Regions from separate parts of the Mus musculus genome. Here region 2 is linked to region 1. Evidence: chromatin contacts called from public HiChIP or PLAC-seq data. All regions are on one chromosome and are shown on one strand. The core of a region is the stretch at or near the end of the contact, and the rest is flanking DNA. Distances in the headings are between cores, read along the strand shown.

The links. HiChIP or PLAC-seq counts read pairs in DNA pulled down with a chosen protein or histone mark.
Region 2: an H3K27ac HiChIP or PLAC-seq map of microglia shows a contact between it and region 1, with 6 times the contacts expected there. The contact joins the promoter of Rreb1 here to the enhancer-like site in region 1. A contact is called at or near these places in 4 of 484 Hi-C or Micro-C datasets (CD8 T cells, bone marrow-derived macrophages and myeloid progenitors), 9 of 115 datasets of contacts at active chromatin or transcription factors (acute myeloid leukemia, bone marrow-derived macrophages, double positive thymocytes and 5 more) and 1 of 9 other capture datasets (liver).

Annotation. Positions count from the first base shown.
Region 1 is chr13:37,509,066-37,515,299 of GRCm38.p6, reverse strand. All of the region lies in intron 2 of Gm30863 (a long non-coding RNA gene), which reads left to right. Gm29590 (a long non-coding RNA gene) reads right to left here. Exons shown (of 2, transcript XR_003950565.1): 1 at 5,952-6,234; 2 at 2,879-5,583. Among named protein-coding and RNA genes, the nearest start is that of Gm29590, 3.5 kb to the right of the region's middle. Within about 2 kb of position 1,274, at least 100 of the 459 cell types and tissues checked have an H3K27ac peak or open chromatin away from gene starts, as enhancers often do. A contact at or near this core is called in liver and microglia, where this site is marked.
Region 2 is chr13:37,886,583-37,893,754 of GRCm38.p6, reverse strand. Rreb1 (ras responsive element binding protein 1) reads right to left here and starts at 4,884. Exons shown (of 12, transcript NM_001177869.1): 1 at 4,783-4,884; 2 at 1,097-1,203.

The DNA of each region.
Region 1 (6,234 bases), core at 25-2,524:
CCATATATGGTGAACTGAAATCTAGGTTGATATGAAAGCAAGCCGTAACCTAAGAGCGTTTTCTGATAACCAAGTAATGCAGTGGAGCCAATCAGAGGCTACGCACTGCCAAACTCAACCGCGTGGGTCCATGCTGACTCTAACTAAGCAAGCTGTTTCTGTAGGTCACTTCCTTTTCTCTGGCTATGAACGCAGTCTGTGCAAACTGTTGAAGACATTCTGAATTGGCTTCCCACTAGAGAGCTGCCTGGATCTAGAACCTTCTTTCTGGCCAAATTAACTGTTGAAATGAACTCAACTCAGATTTTCTCTTATCACTTGTCTCTGAAAATCATATTTAGTTGGTCCTCTTAATCTGCTAAGTCTGGTCAGCTAAGCAAGTTAGTGCTAAAACTTCTCCGCTGTGTGGGCATCCTGAGACCTTCTCCCCAGGGTGTTCTAAACAGAGACTTGGTTAAGGTCAAGGTTGGACCTTGACACCATTTGTGGTTCCAGTGACTTGGTGCCTCTGTCTCTACGAAAAAGATGAACGGAACAGCATTTGTAGCCTCTGGTTTTCAGTTAACGCGTAGTTGCCAGAGAGTTCACTCACAGATGCTTTTAGGCCATTAAGCCAAAGGGCAGAAGGAGAAGGAAAGAGAGAGTAATCTGGGGAATGCAAGGGTGAGGCTTTCTTGCTCCCACTAGCTGGAATGGTCTTTCTGCAGGGAAGAAATGCGGCAGTGGATCGTGACTCTTCAGGCCCAGCACGATGCTTGGACTGGTAGAACGCTTTTCCCGCGTGTTTCCTCCGGGGTATTTGGGCTTTTGTTTTCTGCTGTGCTTTGCACAGAAGCTGGAAATCTGCCTCCCCCAAAGCGGACTTCCTCCCCCTTTATAAACTGACCCCTGGTGGTTGCTATAGCAACCACAAAGAGCGACTGCTGAGCTGCATAAACAAGTCCAATACTCAGTGCTGGGGCAAAGCAAGCCCTCAGAGAAGAGTGAGTGCGGAGGATGAATATGATGTGGCGGAGAAGCGGCTCCTAGGAAGATCTGTAAAGCACCCGCCCAGCCCTTACTTTCTCTTCTCCTCCCATCTCTTGTATCCCATCAGCCCCGGGCGAAGACAGAGGATCTAGGAGGGTAGCATGCAGGGGCCTGCCTTTGATGCTGGGGAAAGGAACGCCAGATGACTGAAAATGAAATTTAAACATTTGCTCGGAGCTCAAGGCTAGAAATATGCCAACCTGACCTGGAAAAACAAATAATCCGAGCGGCTGCCACACCTGCTGCAGGCCGAGACACCCTGCCTGATGTCGGAAAGCTAGGCCGCTCTGCTCAGCCCTCAGCTATGCTTGATTTCATAAATTATGCTAAACTGAGACAAAGGCTGGAGATTTCTGAGATCCGTGCTACTTGAAATATGACTGCTGCGTTTTTTGGAAGGAAGAATGGGTAGAAAAAGCCCACCCTAAGATATGAGGTCCCGGGAATTTGTAACACACACACACACACACACACACACACACACACACAGAGTTATCTCCAGGAACTTGGCTCCTGGTTGCAGGAAACTTTCTGAATACAATCACAGAGACCCAAAGATCAGTGATACATTGTCTCTCCCCTCTCCTCCCCTCCCTTCCTCTCCCCTCTCCCCTCCCCCTCCCCTCCCTTCCCCTCCCCTCCCCTCCCCTCTCCTCTCCTCCCCTCCCTTCCTCCCCTCTCCTCTTTCCCCTCTCCCCTCCCCTCCCCTCTCCCCTCCCCTCCCCTCTCCCCTCCCCTCCCCTCTTCCCTCCCCTCTCCTCTCTCCCTCTCCTCTCCTTTCTCCCTCCCCTCTCCCTCTCCTCTCACCCTCTCCTCCCTCTCCTCCCTCCTCTCCCCTTTCCCCTCCCTCTCTCCCTCTCCCTCTCCCCTCCCCCTCCCCTCCCTCTCCCTTCCTCTTCCTCCCTCTCCCTCCCCTCCCTCTCCTGTCCCTCTCCTCTTCCTCTCCTCTCCCTCTTCCCTCCCCTCCCCTCCCCTCCCCTCCCCTCCTTCCCTAGTTAACTCATTCCACCCTCATTTAGCTTTTTTTTCTTTAAGTGTTTGTGAGGCTCCTAAAAGTGAAAGTCAGCTAGAGATTCTGCAGAAACCTTGTGTTTCTTTTGTCCTTGACTGGCCAAGACAGATTCTCGGATCATTTCAGAAAGCCAAGGTTGCCTCATTCACTCTGATAGGGAATCTAGCCTAATGAACTGCATTTACAGTCAGGGCACTCATTTTTAAATTTACTTAGCTATTAAACAACAACAAAAAACATATGAAGACACTCTGAGGGTCATTATTCCAAAATAATGATTAACAGTGTAACAACTGTTTGTTTTGTGGCTGAAGGAAGTGCCAGGGCAGGCCCACACCAAAGCGTTCCCTCTGAGAAATCAAGTCATGAGACCGACCTAATATAAAGAAGGTTTATCATCAAGAAGGGAAGCAGGGTGCAGAGGGGGAGGGGAGAGGGCAAATATTTTATTATTCCATTTGTGTTAGATATTAGAGTACTCAGATTCAGAGACAGACAGCCGAAAGGCAGTTGGCAAGGGTAAGAAGGGAGGGTGAAAGGTTGGGCTGGAGGTATAGAGCTCAGTTGGTAGATGCTCACTTAGTATGAATGAGGCCGTGGATTCAATCCCCAGTACCGTGTGAATGGTGCGTTCTAGTGTGTTTGGTGTAGAGGAGCCGGGAGTTCAAGGTAATTCTCAGCTCCATAGTGAGTTTGAGGTCAGCCTAGGCTGAGAAAGACCCTGTCTCAGTATTTAAAATAATGACAAAAAAGGGGTGTGTGTGTGTGTGCATGTGTGTGTGTCTGTCTGAGTCTCTCTGCGTTTGTGTGCATGAAAGACAGACAGACAGACAGGCAGACAGACTTGTTGTTTATTTGGGTTCAGAGATTTGGTTTGAGAAGTTCTGTGGCGGGATGGTAGTGGTGGTAACATACCAGTAGGGATGTCTGGAACAATACGGCTCTGTACTCTTGAAGGTGGCAGGCTTGGAGACTGGAGAGATGGATGGCTCAGTGGCAGAGCAGGTAGTGCTCTTGCAGAGGCTTTGAGTTCAGTTCCCAGTTCCTGTGTCAGGTGTTCTACAGCCACCTGTAACTCCAGGGGATCCGAGGCCCTTTTCTGGGCTCCACAGGCACTTGCACTAATTAATATATGCTTCCTAGCCACCCCCATAATTAGAAATAAAACACCTTTAAAAAGATGATAAGCTTACACCATATGTATTTTACAATAAGAATAATGTAAACAATATATTTAACTAGTAAAAGAAGAATATTACCAGTTTAGCATAATCGATGTTAAAAACAATTATTACGGAGCTGCTTTGAATGTTTCATTCCACATGTCCTTCAAAGCATGTGCACTTTTTACATTTAGCACATCCAGTGGCCATGTGTCAAGTGATTGCCAGCTGGTGGCTCCTGTATTGGACTTACTGTTTTAGAGAATCTTTGATGGAATGCGGCTTCAAGGTCTCCGGACAGATGTTGCTCCCGCACAGGTCTCTAGAGAGCACCAGCCTAGTGTCTTGAGAGGCAAGAGACCCCATGCCTGTTTCTGTTCCCTGGGCTTCCCAACACGGGATTCTTTTGTGGCCAGATGTAGATTCTTCACATTCATCAATCTTCTGTGACCAGCTGGGTGTCCCACAATGCAATTCAGGTCTGACAACATCTACCTGGTGATAGCATCAGATCCCACAAGTGTAAATCTTGGCTTTGCCAAGTGGAATGGGGCATACCTGTGTTCTAAGCACTTGGGAAACGGAGTCAAAGATATCTATACCTCTATCATGAGTTCAGAGTCAACCTTGGCCACATAACCAGTTCAAAGTCAGCCTAGACCACTTGGGACCTTATCTCCAAAACAACAGTAGCAAAAATAAAATAAAATAAAATAAAATAAAATAAAATGATGCAAAGAAACAAGAGGGCTCTCAGTCTTGCCAGACTTCCTTAGATTTGGGAAGAAACTGTGCATTTCCAGGCTGCATTTCCCCTCTGTCTGATTTGGCTGCAAATCCAAGGCTCTCACAATCCTTTTGGGATCCATCCTTTACTTCACAGAGGTCACAGAGACGCTTTCCTGACTCACCCAACCTATTACGAAAGGATACAACTCAGGAAGAGCCTGAGTATACAAGGCAAGGTACGAGGGAAGGGGTGGGAAGGTCCCATGCCCCGTTAAGCGTAACACCCTCCCAGCATGCACGGAAGCACCCCAAGCCCCACTATTGAGGGGAAATTGTTTTATGGAGGCTCTACCATGAAGATGCAATCAACTATGATGTCAGTCTCCAGTCCCCTTCACTTGCTGGAAGATGTGGGGTAAAGCTGAATGTTCTCACGTGGTGACCAGCAAAAACAAACAAACAAACAAACAAACAAAGCAAAAAACAAAACAAAACAAAACAAAAAACAAAACAAAACAATAAAAAAAGGTCCCTAGGACAAAAGATGCTCTGTAGCCCAGGGCATCCCAAGGGATTCAGAAGTTCTGTACCAGGGACTGGGTCAAAGGTGACATGTTTGGGCAGAAGAGGCTTCTCTATTGTTCTGGAGTTATGAGCTTGGGGATTCCATGCCAGGAATCGAGGACAATGACACCCGTAGCTACTTGTTATTAGTTACAGCATGGCCTCCTCGTGTGCTCTGTGCTGTGTCTGCTCCAAGGGGAGGGGGCTGCCTAACTGAAGTTCAAGCACCCCTCCTCTGCAGGCCAAGAGGCAGAAGTTCCGGAGCCATTGCTGGGTGGGTGACACGGACGGCTCCAGGATGCCCATCCTCGGCCATGGCATGGTACCACAGTAGGGCTGAGAACATACCTCACGAGGCTCACTGGTCGTTGAGCAGAAAAAAGCAATGTCCTTGAGAACTGGTAAATATGGAAGGCAAATGACTTAAGGATGAACGAGGGCTTCGGGGCTAAGTTCCAAGGCAAGCTGGCATTCTTATCACTGGGGAAATTGCTTTTGATCCTTGTATAGCCAATTATTAATAAATGACTCTTTCCTATCTCCTTCCTTCCTTCCTCCTACCCTCCTTCCTCCTTTCCTGTTGTCTAGAAAGTCTGTTTCTTGTGTAAGGTTGGTAGTAACTTGGTGGACAGTCTTTCCTGACACTGCATTGAGGAAACGTAACCCTTCACTGAACCAGCTACAATGGGAAGCTCACTGGTGAATTTCTGAAAGGATCTTGCTTGGGATCTTTAGCGTCTTCCTAGACCTTGCTGCTGCTCCTCTGGGGAGGGAGGGGGTCAGAGTGTCAGTGCTGCAGTTAAATTCACTGCTAGGAGTCCCTTCGCCTCCAAAACCACTCTCACCTGCCCGAAACACGTTGTATCCACCTCAGGGAAGAAAAGATGAAGTGACTTTCCGCTCCAGCTGGAAAGACTTCCATTTTGTGGGACGGTCAGCTCTGAGGAAGGGGATCACTGGATGGTTTAAATGTGGGTTTTCTGGATCACCACCCTGTCCACCAGCCAGCTACGGTGTATGCAGAACGCTTATCTCTTAACGGGACTCAGCCTCGTTCATCCTCTCTCTGCAGCTGCTGTGTGTGCGCTAGAGTGTGTGAACATTGGTGTATAAACAGGAAAGGGGTCCAGGGAGGAAAGGTCTCCTGTTAGTTTCTATCATCGTTTTACAGACCCAGGGTCAGTTTCCTCTCTGGAAAGGCGAGTGAGCAGCTGTCACCAGCAGTCACAGCCCTGTTATCTCTGAGGACAGCAGGCTTTGTAGACAGATGCCAGGCTTGTTTCTTAAGGGAGGGAAGAAGGGGCGTGTCTACTGCCTAACCAGCTGCTTCTCCTAAGACTCTGTCTTCCTCTTCTCCTGCCCCCCCCAACCCCACCCCCACCCCCCCGCCCCGCCACAGGGGCGCTCCCTGGAACTGTGAAACACACCCTAGTCGGGGCTCTCTGGTACCTTACCCTCTTCACACGTTGCCTTAGAAAGAATGCTGGTTGAGGTGATTCTCATATTCAAAGCCACAGATTTGGCTGCACGGGCTCTGGAGGTTGCCAAGATTGGGTAAAACCAGTAAAACTACCATATTTGGAGGGGCACTGTGGACCCCATTCCAGACCCAGCTGGGGAAGCTGGCTTTGCGAGGCATCCGGATACTCTGCCAAGATCTGACCTCACCCACAGTGTGCTTCAGGCTTCCTCCTGGGCAGGCTGTGGATCTGAGGCGAGGCTGAGTCCCTCTGCCTG
Region 2 (7,172 bases), core at 3,635-6,134, 370 kb before region 1:
GCGATGTCCTTGTGAGAAAGTGTAGGATTATCATAGTCATGTGGTGCTAATCATAGCTACCATGGTAAAAGAGACAGAAATGCCCAACACCCTTGCCCTAGTTCAACCCAAACCCAGAAGAGAGCTCAAAATTATTATTATTATTATTAATTATTATTTCAGTTTGTTCATTGTGTTTATTGAGACAGGAGCTTGCAATGTAGCCCAGGCTGGCCACACTATGTAGCCATGAATGACCAGAACTCCCCAATCCTCCTGCTTCAGGCTCTCAAGTACTGCGATTACAGGTGTGAGCCACCACACCCAGTTCCAAAGCAGCTTAAGCTTTTTTATACTGATGGAAGGCTTTTCTGTTCCAAGTGCTTAGCACCAGTGCAATTCAAGCCTTCTGAAGCATCTTCCTTTCCCCTTTCTTGTTTATCCCACATGTACTGTGGCATGTTTTGTGTTTGCACGTAAGTGGGCCCATGTGTGCTTATTGTGTCGTTTCCTTGATCGTTGCCTTCTTTATGCACAAGGAAGTGTCTCATACAAAACCCAGAGGAAGTGCTCACACAGAACCCAGAACTTGCTGATTTGGCTGGTCTACCTAAGTATCCTGTCCCTGCCTCCTGAGCACTGGGTTACAGGGTGGGTGGGGTGGGGTGGGGTGTGTGTGGTGTGTGTGTGGTGTGCCATACACACCTAGGTTTTTAATGTGGGTGTGGGGGATTCAGACTTTGATCCTTGCACTTCTATAGCAAGCAGTTTATCCAGTGTGCCATCTCCTGAGCCCAAGCTTTCCCTAATCTTCGTGAGCAGAGTTTGGAAAGGCCTGAGCCTTTCCAAGAGGAAACAGAGCTCCCGTTTGGCCAGCACCTCCCACGTACCCTGTACTTGCTTTCTTCTAATTAAAAGTTCTAGACTTAAGAACTAGCTGATAGGAAACTTCAGGTTTCCTCTAACTGGATGCAGTTTTAAGAGGATGTGTGTGCTGATTCTATAGATACCAACACTGCTGTAATTACAACCAAATTTAAAACCAACACTAAAAAGCATGTTTCCAAAAAAAAAGTTACCTATACCTCATAAAAGAACTGTCTCCATTGCAAATTACCTCCATTTTCTGCCCCAAATGATAGTCCCTTGCTCCTGCTGTCATCCACATGGAGTAGGAAATGACTCTGGGGAGCCCTTTTATTCTCTGGATATCACTCCTTTATGCTGGAAGACAAACAGGAGACACTGCATTAGTTGATTCATCAAGGAAGGCGACTCAGTACTGTTGGTGGGGAGTGAAGGGCACACGCCTTTGACCCTCTGAGCCGAGACACAGAAGTGAGAGAATCTGAGTTCAATGCTAAGCTGGGCTACGCTTAGAAACTTGTATCTCAAAAAAGGAAAAGAAACAGATTCAGTCTCTTTGCTTAGAAGGAAACTGTGGAACCATTAACTTGCTGTAATCTCAGATCATGCTCATGAAATACAAGGAGGACAAAGTAAGTCACCTTTTTCTTATAAAACTGTATGTGGGTTTTCAACCTATCGTCTCCTGCTGTCTCACAGACACTCAACAGCTGAGGAATTCTTACAGTATTTTACTCTTTCTCAGCTACCATTTCACACAAATTTTCGCTTATACTGCACCCCATTTTTTCACAGATCTCCACTTGACTCACTCCATTTCTCATTTCCTAAGAGCTCAGAGCCTAACAATAAATATTAAGCCACATCTAGAAGACACTGGGTGATAGGAAACAAACAGCCAAAAGGAAATTCATAACTCAAGCCACATCAAAATTGACCTTATTCCTAAACCAAAAGATAAAATATATATGGGAGCAGGGAGTTTGTTCGGCACATACGGAACTTTGATCCCCAGCACCTCCCTGCGCAAAACATGCCTCATGCTGTTACAATCTGATGCGTTCCCTCGAAACTTGGCATTAGAAACTTAATTCTCAAGTTCATAGGCTGATGAGTGTCTTTGGGGGTGGGGTCTTTTAGAAGGTTAGTGAGATCCAACGAGGGGAGCAGCAGCAGGAGGAGGAGCCAGCAGACTTAACCTGCCTCTCCAAGGAAAGAAACAAAACTCAAGCCTGAATGCTGCTTGAAGTCTCCCCACTGGCCAGCAGACCATTTCAAATTAGTAAGGTGTCTGCATGCTTGGTTTCTCTCCTTTCTTTGGAAAAAACCATAAAGGCAGGAGTGCACACCCAGAAGAGAGCACACACTTACTTCTTTTTTAATACATTGATAACAAGCACGCCATCAGTTCCTGCTGGAACCAACCAGCATGTATACATACCCATTTTATTCCTAAATGAACTCACCTCTTTTAAACGCTCTTCTATGTATTTTTAATGTACAGAAAAGTTTAAGATAGGTGACTAGAAATGGTCACTATAATTCTATTATGTTGGTAAAGAGAAAACATATCTTTCTACCAATTTATATCAAGTTTAGATGCTGGTCTTTGGTCGTACCATTACCATTTTCCCCACTTTGAGACAGGGTTTATCTATACAGTTCTCTTTTTCTTTGTTGTAGACAGGGTCTATCTATCTAGTCCTGGCTTCCCTGCAATCCTCTATGTAGACCAGGCCAGCCTCTAACACACAGAAATTCCCAATGTTCCCATCTCAGGAGTGCTAGGATTAAAGACATGTACAACCACGCTTATATAGATGAATCTAAAAAGTAAACATATTTATCTATTGTCTTTGTTTGTTTGTTTATTTTAAGAGACAGTCTTTCTATTGTAACCCAGGCTGGCCTCCTTCAGATATCCTCATACTGGAATATTTATAGCCTTTTCAAAGAAATTATGTAGACTCTCGATTACTTTGATATTTCTGTTGAAAACTGGCAAATAGACACATACAGGAATACAGCCTGGCATGACTCTTTCTGTCTCTACTCTTCTATGAAGATGTCTCCCACTGCCACCTGAGGCTGAAGTGAACAGTAAGCAGTAATTGTAAGCAGTAGTTAGGAAGTGAAATCGTGTGTGTGTGTGTGTGTGTGTGTGTGCGTGCGCGCGCGAGCTGGGATTAAATGTGTGCACCACCATGCCCAGCCACATATTAGGGTTATGTTCCATCATGTCCAGCTCAATAGGAAGTGACAAAACATATATTCCCTCCATAGAGGCAAATTACCAATAATCCCTGCCCCACATGTCAATCCAGCAAGAGCACATATAGCTAGCTATATAAATGTGTGCTAACTACCTAGCATTTTTTCCTACCTGAAAAGGAGAGAAGCCTTGCAATCATGTTCCCTGCTGTCTGGACAGGAAGACGCTGGCTACATCTATTTCCTTCTAGGGGATAAAGTGTAAAGTGTGGCACTAGGAACCCGTTTGTTTACTTCCTTTCCATATTTGAAATGTTAAGTAAACAGCAGCAAGGTTTTAAAGGGGAACTATGATTTCTGATGAGAATGCAGTTAACAAAAGGAGAGGGGCCTGAACACATGCTGAGAGGATGTTTCAGAAGCACCAACACGCTGTCCTCAGAGCTGGGCTACAGCTTCACGCCAGTCTGCTAAGTCTTGGCTGAGTCTGGCTTGGGAATTTTCCTTTGGGGTCATGGAACAGGGCAGAAGGAAAAGCCTAGTGCAAACTCAACACTGTTAACTGTTCAGCTTTAGAAAAACATTAAAAACAACATTTATCTTTACATTAATGCTGAGGTAAAGGATAATTTATTTAACCAGAAACAAGCTGGCTAGTTCTAGTTGATCCTCTGTAACTATCCAGCAATAATGAAATGAAACAACCATCCAAATGAAAACATTTAAGCCTGCTGATACTCAATCTGTGTTAGGAAAGACAATTTTTCCCTTTGATACAATGCCATTTCCTGTGCATGCTTTAAAGAGGATACTAATACTCACTCTTTAACATATGTTCCAAGTCTCAGAGAGAATTCTGTGCTTGTACCAGAGGGGCTGAAATCCCCTACCTTGTGGGGTTAAGCTGTTAGGACTCCTACCTACTAGGCTAATATAGTTTTAATAGTTTAAGGTTCTTGTGTAGTGTGTGTTTGTTTAACCTAATATTCACAAACCTAGAAATGCCTCATTCTCTCTTCCACGCAATTGCTTCTTCCCCGTATTGTCCTAGGTACTGCAACTAAGCTCATTTTTAAAACAAAAATAAAAATGATAAACTTGCTCTGTGGTAATAGCGCTTGGTGCCAAGCTTGACAACCTGAATTCAGTCCCTAAGATCCACATGTCAAAAGGAGAGAGACCCGATAGGTTTCTCTCACACACACACACCCACCACACTAAAATCTTTCAAATAAAAAACACTGGCCCTGTTTTACTAAACATGTCCAGCTGGAATCAGACAAGGACCCCAAATGAAGCTCTCAAGTCACAGATGTGAACGATTGATACCACTGATTGCTTCCGTTTTAGTTGCTCTAGTTTTGAACCTGCACTTTGGAACTGGGAGTTGGGAAGAAAGAAGAAAAGAGGAAGGAGAAGGAGGGTTGCCTGAGGTTTTGCTTCCTGTGAGGTGCCCTGCGCATCCTCTTCTGAGACGCCTCATCCCACACACCAGAGACTCAATAGCTCAAGAACCAGCAAGATGCAGTTATGATTTTAACAGGATTTCGCTCTATGCCTTGGGGAGAAAGAATGGATGAGGTATGAGGAGGAAGATACAAAGGGACAGACAGGACAGAGGGCCTGTGAAAGCAGCAGACAATTCAAGTCCAGGCAAGGGAGTGCCTGAAGACTCACTCACGTGAGACTGCTTGGACTCAAGGAAGCCTACGCAGGGTAACTGACCTGTTTTCTTCGTTCTGCCGAGGAGCTGGTGAGGACTGGGCCCAAATGTGGGCAGGGTCACACCTCAAAGCCACCACTTCTGGAGCACAGGATTGCAACAACCTGAAAAATTAAAAGAAGATAACATTAAAAGATGTTTAAAAGAAGGAAAAATTCTGCTTCTGTCTAGTTTCCTCTACTCAGTGTCCATGGTGAGGACAGTTCCCACCCTGCATCTGCACCTGTAAGCAAGCTGTTAGCTGATTCCACCAGAACATACAAGTGTGCCTTCAACAGCTAGGACCCCCATTACCTCTGCCCAAGTACACCCTCCATTCCCGAGATGCTGAGGGCTTGTTAACGACACAGGAGAATGCTCAGAATGCTAGCTCTAGGTGGAGCTTTGAGCATCCCAGTGGCGTGGTAATAGTACTGGAATGCACGGACCACTCAGTGGCAAAGCACCTGCCTAGCATGTGAGGCCCCAGGTTTCAACTTCGGCACCATAAACACCAAAGAGAGACAAAAATGGCTGAACAGACCCAGCTGATTCTCCAGCATAAAGGAGGAAAAGAGAAACAGCACTTGGTGCAAGCAGAAACAGAGGAGAGGAAAAAGAGCTGAAGAGAGTAAGAAATGTACAACTAACAATGCCTTGAGGTAGAGATTCCTACAAATACGGGGACATCGCTGAACAACTAGGACCAAATGCATGCCCTGTTCTTTCTGTAGAAGATACAGAAAACATCTTCGCGCATGTCCCTCGGGAGTCTGAGAATGTCTGCTCTGGGGGTCCACGGACCCTGAAAGCCCAGAAGAAGGGGGCATGCAGCATGTTCTGGAGCCACAACACAGCAACGAAGGTTGCAATACAGGGACAGGACTTAAGAAGCTGAAGGGCTGGCACATAGCTCGGAGAGCCAGCATCTGCCTGGCACGCACAGAAGTGAGCTCCAGGTTCCCCAACGGCACCACAGAAAGAGGAGAAAGAAAGGTCCCACATAAGCAAGGATGCTGAGGTGCAGCTGTCCTGCAGTTTCTCACTTCTTCCTTTCTCAGAGCATCTGGAAACAAACAAGGTGCGTAAGTGTACCACATAGCTATCCTTGAGCATCTCACGGGGAGTCCTCCACAAACAGCTCCCAAGCACGTGGGGCAGGACTGATCTGTGTGGAAGAGAACGCTCCACCACCCTTTACTCTCACAAGCAGTTCCTGGGTGGGTAGTGACACCAAGATTCTTCCAGAAGTTTTTCTGTTTTCATACTTCAGTGACTCCATTCTCTATTCCTTTATGTTATTCTCTTTAAAAAGTTCTTTGGACTTTAGAGTACAGGAGCAACTTACAGGGAAGGCTCTGAATGAGCCAGGGAGACCCTCATATCTGGAGGCCCCTGACACAACCCAGTTATTCTCCAGGTAAGAAAAGCATAAATGCTGCCACAGAAAGTCATATACTCAACATTTTTGTTCACTGTTAAAACAAGTGATGGGAGACGCCTACCCAGGGACCACTGGGTCAGGATCATTGCTTCACTGCTATATGACACACGTTAAAGAAAAGCTCCATGGTTAACTATTTGCCCAGCATCCTTTAAAATATGAATCAGGGGCTGGACATAGTAGCGTACACAGAGGTGGGCGGATCAGATAGGCTGTACAGTAAGACCCTGTCTCAAATACATACATAATATCAACTTAGAATGCCTATCCAGTTTTCAGAATTGTACAAACAAAATACCCCTGTAGATCATCCCTACCTATCTCAACTTATTAATACTTATAAAGAAATTAAACATTTAAAAAAAAGTACATAGCTCAGTGGCAAAGCATCGGCCTAGTATTCTTGAGGTCTTAGATTCATCCCTTCCACTTATATCACTGTGTGTGTGTGTGGGAGGTGGGGGTAAGGACAAACTTCCCTTGATTGCATTCATTTTTAAAATAATTGGAGGTTGTGGGTTTAACTCCCATGGTAGGGTATTTGTTTATAAAGTTGAGGCCCTGGGTTCAATGCTTACCACTGAAGAAAAAAATAATGACAGTAAGAGTGCAAGCAATTTTTAAAATATAATAAGTTTAGTAGCATAGTCTTAGAAAGGAGCAGCTTCTTTTTTTTTTTTTTGAACTGTCAAGATCTCCAAATACATGGAGTCAACTATAAGTATGCTTGAGTGGGAGACAAGTATCGGAATTAAAAATTTCCAGAACCTAAAAATCGCATTAAAATTATTTTAGACCCAGTTCCTTCTCTTTCCATTAGACACTCAAGGACGCAAGCAGGCCCAGGTAGCTTCCCCATAAGCAGAAAGGACTGAGGGGGAAGGACGCGCTCCCAGCACAGGGTCAGGCTGAGAGTGGCTCTGAAAGCTGCATCTCTAGCGCTGGATGGGAGTGACTTGGGTGAGCTGG